2 separate regions of the Gossypium hirsutum genome follow, and region 1 is linked to region 2. A link is a contact called in public Hi-C data. All regions are on one chromosome and are shown on one strand. The core of a region is the stretch at or near the end of the contact, and the rest is flanking DNA. Distances in the headings are between cores, read along the strand shown.

The links. Hi-C and Micro-C count contacts between places; a contact is called where the count stands out from the background.
Region 1: a Hi-C map of leaf shows a contact between it and region 2, with 2.2 times the contacts expected there. The contact joins the promoter of LOC107897253 here to the enhancer-like site in region 2. A contact is called at or near these places in 4 of 34 Hi-C or Micro-C datasets (callus and leaf).

Annotation. Positions count from the first base shown.
Region 1 is chrD05:56,380,508-56,384,971 of Gossypium_hirsutum_v2.1, forward strand. LOC107897253 (tubby-like F-box protein 7) reads left to right here and starts at 2,847. Exons shown (of 4, transcript XM_016822634.2): 1 at 2,847-3,565; 2 at 4,463-4,464. The coding sequence starts at 3,170.
Region 2 is chrD05:56,321,062-56,325,198 of Gossypium_hirsutum_v2.1, forward strand. No RefSeq gene overlaps it. Among protein-coding and RNA genes, the nearest start is that of LOC121218090, 15 kb to the left of the region's middle. Within about 2 kb of position 1,765, at least 2 of the 9 cell types and tissues checked have an H3K27ac peak or open chromatin away from gene starts, as enhancers often do. A contact at or near this core is called in leaf, where this site is marked.

The DNA of each region.
Region 1 (4,464 bases), core at 1,597-4,096, 61 kb after region 2:
TGTTGTAAAGCGCCGCTAAGACACTTTAGCGGCGTGTTTTTTGAAGCGCCACTAATTCTTGCATACATAAAGACGAAAACGTTGCGTTTTGGATAGGAAATTTTGCGGCGCGTGGTTGTAAACGCCGCTAATGATGTTCTTTTACGGTGTTTAGTTCACTGCGCCGCTAATACTCGATTTTTAGCGGCATTTGTCATGCAAACGCCACAAAATATGCCGCTAAAAGCATATTTTAGTGTAGTGAAAGTTGTCATGACTTCTACGGAATTAGAATTGGGTTGAGAAAATTATTTAATTGAGAAATTAATTTAGTTAATTAAATTAATCAAATAAATTATATTTATTTTGGGAAATGGGAAACAAATCTTGGGTTTGATTAAATTATAAAGTACTAGGTCAAAAGTATAGAAAATACGTATAAATTGGACCCAATACATGAGAGGCCCAACCCATCTCTCAGTTAAACAGGGAAAGTGTTTTCTATTTAAATCATATTATTTGTTTAAACTTTATTCAAATGGTATTCTCTTATCTCTCTCTATAAATAGATACCTTTGGTATAGGAAAATATGTTTGATTGATACATTATTATTCTACTGAAAAACAGGGTAAATTTATTCCTAAGCATAAATTCTATTTTTCAGAATAACAAACTTTTTCAGTTTATAGAGAGAAATTACTTCCCCATTGAAAGTAATAATTCAATTTCTTGTTCTATGTTTGGTTCGTGTTGCTTAAGTCCACATTCGACGCAATTCAAGAAACGAGGATAGTGGAGAAGATCATTTAGTTGAAAGCTGAGAATGATTCAAATCCGTCTTGCACAAAGCACATGTATATTTCGGTAAAATTTTATTGCTATAAATATCTCAAACCATCTCAGCTTAAAATTTTTTTTAAACTTCTGTTGTTTTAAAAATCATTTTCTTAATTGACTTTTTCAATAGTTTGTGGGTCATGCCGGGTTAGGTATGAGTCATATTTATGTATGATATTAATACACATTAAACTTGTTCAAGTTTGGGCGCCTTGAAATATGAGCCTCAAATTTTCCCAAGTTCATCCATTTTTGTAAATGGCTAACCCAAGCACATTTTAGGTCTGTCCTTCAATTTTTTTAAATATTTGTACTATTTTGAATTATTAAATATTAAATATAAACAACTTAATATTTTTTTATACTTATATTAAATCTTTTATTGAGTTAATGTTGGTGTCACAGGTCAATCGGGCATCGACTTAGTTATGAAATCACTAAATTAGTGTCATATATTCAAATTAAGTATAATTTTATGAGAGCATTTTTGTCTTTTTTTTTTATAATAAGTCAATAAAATTTTGATCACATAAAGATTTGAACCCGAAACATCATGCATAAAAAGCAATTATTTTTACCATTGTAACCAAAGCTTTAATTAATTTTGAGATAATACCACATTCGGCACCTATACTTTCATAAAATGCCTAATATGATACCTATACTTTGAAAATGTATAATGTTGTACTTAAACTATTAATGTGTTATTTATTATAGTATATGTACTTTCATAAAAAAATCTAATGTGGTACATATACTTTGAAAAGGTCAAATGTGATTCTGGAACTACCACATATGTTTTATTATGGTAATGGTATAAACACCGTTAGTAAATTGCTAAACCAACCAATTAAAATTTGATACGCAATTTGTTTTTCAAATCATCAATTCTATATGAATAATATAACATTATGTAAAAAACTAAATAAAATAAATAAATTTATTAAAATAACTAAACATATTGTTAATAATAAAAAGAAGTAAATACTAAATTTATATAAGTAAAAATATCATATTCTCCATGTAAGTAAATGTCCATCTTCTCCAAAGAGTTTTCCATTAAAAATAATATTTTTATTTGATTTGTAAATAATGTATTTTATTATCCATGAAGATAAGTACTTTCCCTATTCTTTCATGTAAGTTTAATATTTAATTTTGTTTTATTTAATTTTCACATAATGTTATATTATCTGTATGAACTTGATGGTTTGAAAAAAAAATTCTACGTGTCAAGCTTCATTTGTTGTTTAACAATTCATTAACAATGTTAACATCATATACCATAAGAAAACACATTAATAATTCTAGTACCACATCCTGAGGCGAATCTAAGGGGGTGGTATGGGCCCCGGTCCCCTTAAAATGGGAAATTATAATTTAGGCCCTCTAAAATTTTTAAATAGTTTAAATTAGTAAAGGTAAAATCACACTTTGGCCTCCCTAAAATTATAAAAATTAAATTAAATTTTTTAAAAATTATAAAGATATAGACTATAAAAAATTAAAATTTTATTCGGCCCCTAAAAGATTATTCTGGCTTCGCTCCTGACCACATAAGATATTTTATGAGAGTACAAGTACCATGATTCGGATACCATATTTAACATTATGTTACATAAATTATTTTCACTCAAATACGGGTATATCATAAACTAATAAAATTATAAATTATTTTATGTGTTATAAATTTAGAAAACGAGTTGGACTCAAACTTATTTATTTTAAATCAACTTAATATTTTTTATTAAAATTTTAGACAAACTTTGAAGGGTTGAACATCACAACTAACAAGCATGCATGTGTATGTTGTCATAAATCATGCCCAGCACTACAACAACTTGTGTTTAAAATTTCATGTCACAACCTATGCTTAGTGGGAAGTCTGGTAACCTGGAAATAAATGAGGGCTTTGGAATTGACAGTTGACACCCAACTACCTTAACCCACCAGCTGATCTCCTGCAGCTCCTGTTTAATTACTACTCATTTTTTTTCTTTATTTCTTATTTTATTTTTAATTAATTTTCAACTGAAAAAAGAGAAACCTACGGTTGAGCGCTTCACAGTGAAGAGAAGGGAGCGAGTCAAAAGTAACCCCAAGGCAACCACATCAAACTCGAATCAGTCACCGCCAATCACATACTGCCACGCCTTGTTTTCTCCCGATCTTATTCGGCCTTCTTTACATTCCCCTCACAGCCCAGTTAATTCGTACAGCCGTTATCAATTTTCCCTCGATTTTTTTTTTTGCTTTTTTACTTTCCATTTCTTCAAACAAAATCCCCCGTCTCTCTCTGAATCTCTCTCCTGAAAAGCAAATTAGGCCAAAAGAAAGCCGTTCTAAGAAACGATGTCGTCTTCGTCGTCGTTCAGGAAGTCCTCGTGCCTTTCACGGAGATTCTCGGGATCGAGATCATTGGCCAAAACGGCAGCGCTAGCAACGGTCTCGCCAACGGTGAACCAGTCGGAGATTTCTTCTTCTTCGTCGTCGTCGTCGCAGCCTACGCCGCTGGCGGAGGCGGAGGCGGAGGCGGAGGAGGAAGGGCAATCGTGGTCGACGATGCTGCCGGAGTTGCTAGGTGAGATCATGGAGCGCGTGGAGGCGAGTGAAGATCGGTGGCCTCAGAGGCAAAACGTCGTCACATGCGCCTGCGTTTGTAAGAAATGGAGAGAAGCTATGAGAGAGATCGTTAGGGCTTCTTCCCCCGGAAGCGGCAAAATCACTTTTCCTTCATGTCTTAAACAGGTAATTTAAAATTTTCTTTTATTCTTTTTCCAATTTTTGTTTTAGTTCTTTTTTAATTGAATTTTATATATAATCTCGTAACATGTTAAAAGTTTAAAATTTAAATTTTATATATTTAAACTTTGTAGCCACTACCTCTCATTAATAAGAATCAAGCATTACAAACTCATGGATATCGCAAGGATACTCCATGTCGAAAGGATAGAGTACACTTTTTGTTTTAAATGTTCAGAATTGGTGAAAATTTTGTTTTCTTTTGCTCATTTGTTTGGATTTTAATATTTGCGGGTGAAGTTTCTTACATTTGGATATTTCTGATTGATGCATTTTGTTCATATAATTTAATTTAGGAATTCATTTTTTTGCTTCTTCTGTGTATTGGGAAATTTCAGGGAAATGTAAGTTACTTTGGGGGGGGAGGGGGGTGTACAAATTTGATACAAATGACATTCCTAACATCTATTGGTGATTGGGAACTAAAATTCGGTGAAATTTTAGTCATGTATTGTCATTTTTTAGCTTTTAACATGATTTGCTTCTAATAGAAAGGAAATTTTCTTTTCTGTTATGAGAAAATTATCCTTTTGAGGGCAAGGATTGTTTTCTGGGCAGTTCAGAATTCTGGGATTGTCACTCCCAATCATGAGAATGTGACTTGTTTTCAATTACACAAATGAAATTTGAAAACAAAACAAATCATTTAGAATTTATCTCCTTGTGATCTTTAAGTGTGTTTCTTCGCTTATTGCTGTTAGTTTGAGCTGTAGTTTTTAGAAATCAAGTTGCTTCGAGGGTGCCGGTAATGGCGCTAAAATGTATTCAGAATTTAGCTCTGTCAGTCGACTAATTTGTTACATCTTTTGTGATTGATGGTTCTTTTCCCTTCTGCTTATGCAGCC
Region 2 (4,137 bases), core at 515-3,014:
AAACAGAATTTATTTATCCAATTTATTCGTCCAGTCTATGGACATCCCTTTGTCACCAAGACCCCTTAAAAGAGCTAGATCGAGAAAAATGTGACCAAACCCATGACTTAATTTAAGTAAATTAAGAGTAAAAAATTAACCATTAAAAATGCATGTTGGTAAGTCAAAATGCTAAATTCCAAATGAGAACCGAAAAGAAAAAGTGGATAACATTATTGGTGTCATCCTAGATTGAATATTCAAAGGAACTATATCTAATAATTTACGTTGACTTTGAACAGGTGAAGTCTGCTATAAAAGTCTACCCTTTGGGATTCACTTGGATACCACAAAATCTTAAGAGCTTCAAAATATAACCAAATTTCTCCTTCACTTGTTTCCTCATGGCTCTTCCTTTTAACCTTACCATGCTCCCAATCCACATCTCTAATCCACCAAAACCCAAACCTTTCATCATGTAAGTTCAATCCCATTTTTCGCTTCTTTCTTTTTTATGTTTATATTTAATTTTGAAAAGAGATTGTAAAAGCATTTTATGATAATTTTTGTACGATTGACTTCGTTTTGTGTGGATTAGATGTGCTACACCGGGACGGCCGAGGACCAGCACCGGGAGCGGTGGAAAAATCAACAGCATCGTCGGGAATTCAGAGAAGAGCAAAGTAGGGGTGAAGGAGGTTAACCACCCTAACACTACCATTCTGAACGATGTTAATGAAGAAAATGAGCACAAGAGTCAAGCAAATGTGAATGGCGATAATGATGATGGTGCTGTTAAGGGGACTGAATTACCAACTGACTAATGGGTTTTAAGTATGTAGTTAAGATGATGAGATCATGGGATAGTTTTCATCATAAATTATGAAAGAATGATGATGAGTTTTTGTAGCATAAATAAGCTTATAATCTCTAGGTATGTAGTTTTTGTTAGTCCAAATTTGCAACTTTGTATTATTTCAATTCGCCCCCTCTTCAATTGTCTTGCTCCCTTAATGCTTAACCCAAATTCAATTTCCATGATCCTCAACGTTATTTTAAGCCACATCTTACAATCATTTTGGTTGCCTCAATAATTGTGAGGGTACAGTTTGCAGCACTGAGAATTTGTCTTTTTTTCCTGGAAAATTAAATATTGGTTTTAGTTGTTTCCTGGAGCAGACTTGTACCCAAGACCATTACAATTTTCTTGTGGATTTGTGCCCACGTGATTAATTTTAATGAGATTAATAATTATAATGATGAAATGGAATATTATAATAGTAAATTTAAAATTAATAGAAAAATATGTGTTTGTATTTAAATCACTTTATATTAATTACAATATTATTATTTTCAACAAGGTTGGTGAGACAACTAGTATGACAATCCATGTGTACTTCATACAGATGTGACACTATTTATTTTATATGTCATATCAATAAATAATTTAAAAATTATAAAAAAAATAAAAAATTAGCATGGAGCACATGTGGATTGTTTTGCAAACTACCAAATTTTAAAAAAAAATGTTTTAGCCATTATTTTTGTTTTAAAAAAAACGATTCGACTCATTTCAAAAGGTTAACGATTAAATTTATATTAAATTTTATAAACATATTAAATTTTATATAACACGGACTACTAACCTATTAAAAAATATATGAATAAACAATATCTTAAATATATTTATAACATTGGAAATATAAATTTCATATATTTTTAAGCTGCAAAGCAGCTATTGAGATTGAGAAGATTTGAGATGACTGCCAAATTTCGTGGCCTGGTTAGTGAGATAAAGGCATTGGGTTAGACCAGTAACTTGGCCTGCTATCCTACCAAACCTGGGTACTTCCCAAACTAGGCTTTGCTCTTGATTTTAAGCTCTCTCTTACCCAATATCTTATTTTATTTCAATTAAATTTTTTAGAGATATAATAGTATTAACATTAATATTGAAGAAAGCATTAGGGAAAAATATCAATTTTATATATGAATTTTGATTGGTATGAAATTTGATTCGGAGTAATTATATATTTTGATTGTAATTTAAATGTATAAATGAGACTTTTGTTTCTATTTAATTGTACATATTTTGCAGAAATGAGAACATCTCTTTGTTTTTATATTGGATTAATGTAATTATTTGTGTATGTAATATGTATATAAAAAAAGGTACTATGTCAATTATGATTTTAATAGTTCATGAAAATTGAATTAAATTAAAAAAATCAAAGACCATGTATCATATTACACATTAAGATTTTATCCCAACATAATATCAGCTTTATATTATGGTACTATACTCATAAATAAACTTATCCAAGTGTCAGTAGGTTTAGCTTAGTCCATGTTGAGCTTAGAGGTGATCATGGGCTGGATCGGGCTAGGCCCTGACAAAATTTTAAGCTCGTTTTCTAAGTAATATGGACTTAAAAATTTTTCCAAGCCCAGCTCGAAAAAAATTGCTAAGCCTGAGCTCGGCCCGACCCATATTAAATTTTACAACACCAAAATAGCATATTTTAAAAAGAAAATAGCATATTAAATTTTAAAAAATATATTTGATTAAAAATAAAAAATATATATTTAATATATAATTCGGGCTCAAGCCAAAAAAGTTTTACCCGAGGCCCGGCCTGTTTTCTAAACAGGCCTCATTTTTTTGCCCAAACCCATATTTCGAGCCTATATTTTTACCCGAACCCTCTCATTTTTCGGGCCCAATCCATGATCACCTCTAGTTGAGCTTAGGTAATAAAGAATTTCAATTTCAAACCAATCCAACTTGATAACTTATTGTTCATTTGATATTAGAAAATTAAAGAAAAACTATATTTGGATTAAGTTGGAGGTTTTGGAGTTAATATTTTTTTTTAAAAAAATTTAATTGGTGATTGAATTGATTAGGTTATTGATTTGTCAATTTAATTGGTTGGATTGAAAGATTATTAAAAATTTTAAAAATAAAAATAAAAAAAATTATTGTTCAACTAGTTTTTTTTATCCGGTTCAACTGGTCCGCATTGATTCATGTGTCAATCGAATCAAAATTCCTATTCAAATTGATACCCTAACTGATTTGATCCAACTGATGCATCCGATTCAATCAATATTGCTTGAAGCTTCAAATTTTTTATTTAAAAATGGATTTGAATCAAGATTATGAACGCACCATTAATAAAGGCACGAGGAAATGGCGACTTACCTCCATTATTGAAGCTAAAACACGTTAAAAGTAATGGCAGTGCCGCTCACACCATTTATAGCGACAAGTCGTTTTTCTTGGCAAATGATTCCTTGTGTAAGTCTTTGTTGAAACATTGTCTCAATCGTTGTCATATCCTCTCTACCCTACTTATTTTTATTTATTTATTTTTGGATATAGATCAAATTTTAGAAGAATTTATCCTACATCATGTAGATAAATTTCTTTACGTTTATTGAGGGGATAAATTCATTCGGTAGATATTTTCAAAGTTTCCTATGTTAGACAGTTGATGCAGTACTCAATTTGCCGTAAAGATCCTCGTAGGTTCACGAAGTGGTAGTGTCTTAATTTTTTGAGGGATCAATTCATTCAAGAGAAGTCTCTAAAGTGTCGTCTGCTAGGCAATTGATGCGTCCCTCAACAATTGAAAAAATTGTCTTGGGTCTGAGTTTTGTCTCCCAACTTTGTGGAGAGCATTGTAGGTTCGCAGAGTGGGAGCACCTAGGTTTGTTGAGGGGGATCGACTTATTTGGGAAAAGTGGTACCATGTCTCCTTGAAAAGGCTACTTATGCCTTGGTTGGTGGTTCTGTCCCCTGCGCACACATCTTTCCCTTCAGGTGCAACTTTCATAATTAATATAATCACTCTTCTCTATAACAACCCTATTTGTCTGCTAAGATTTTGCTTGTTATAAACAGATGGATATTATGCACCTATAAAAGTAAGTTGTTATAGAGAGATAATTATTGTAAACCTACCATAAAATTCATGATGAATTTTCATCAAATAAAGGAAATAAGAATTATGCTAAAAAAAAGAAAGAAAGTGGGAATCAAATCAACAAAATTAAAAGACATATAACAAGTGCATGCGTTATTGCTTTCATGCATATTCTAGTTTACATTCTTTCACATGATTAATTATAATGTTCATAAATCTAACAAGCTCA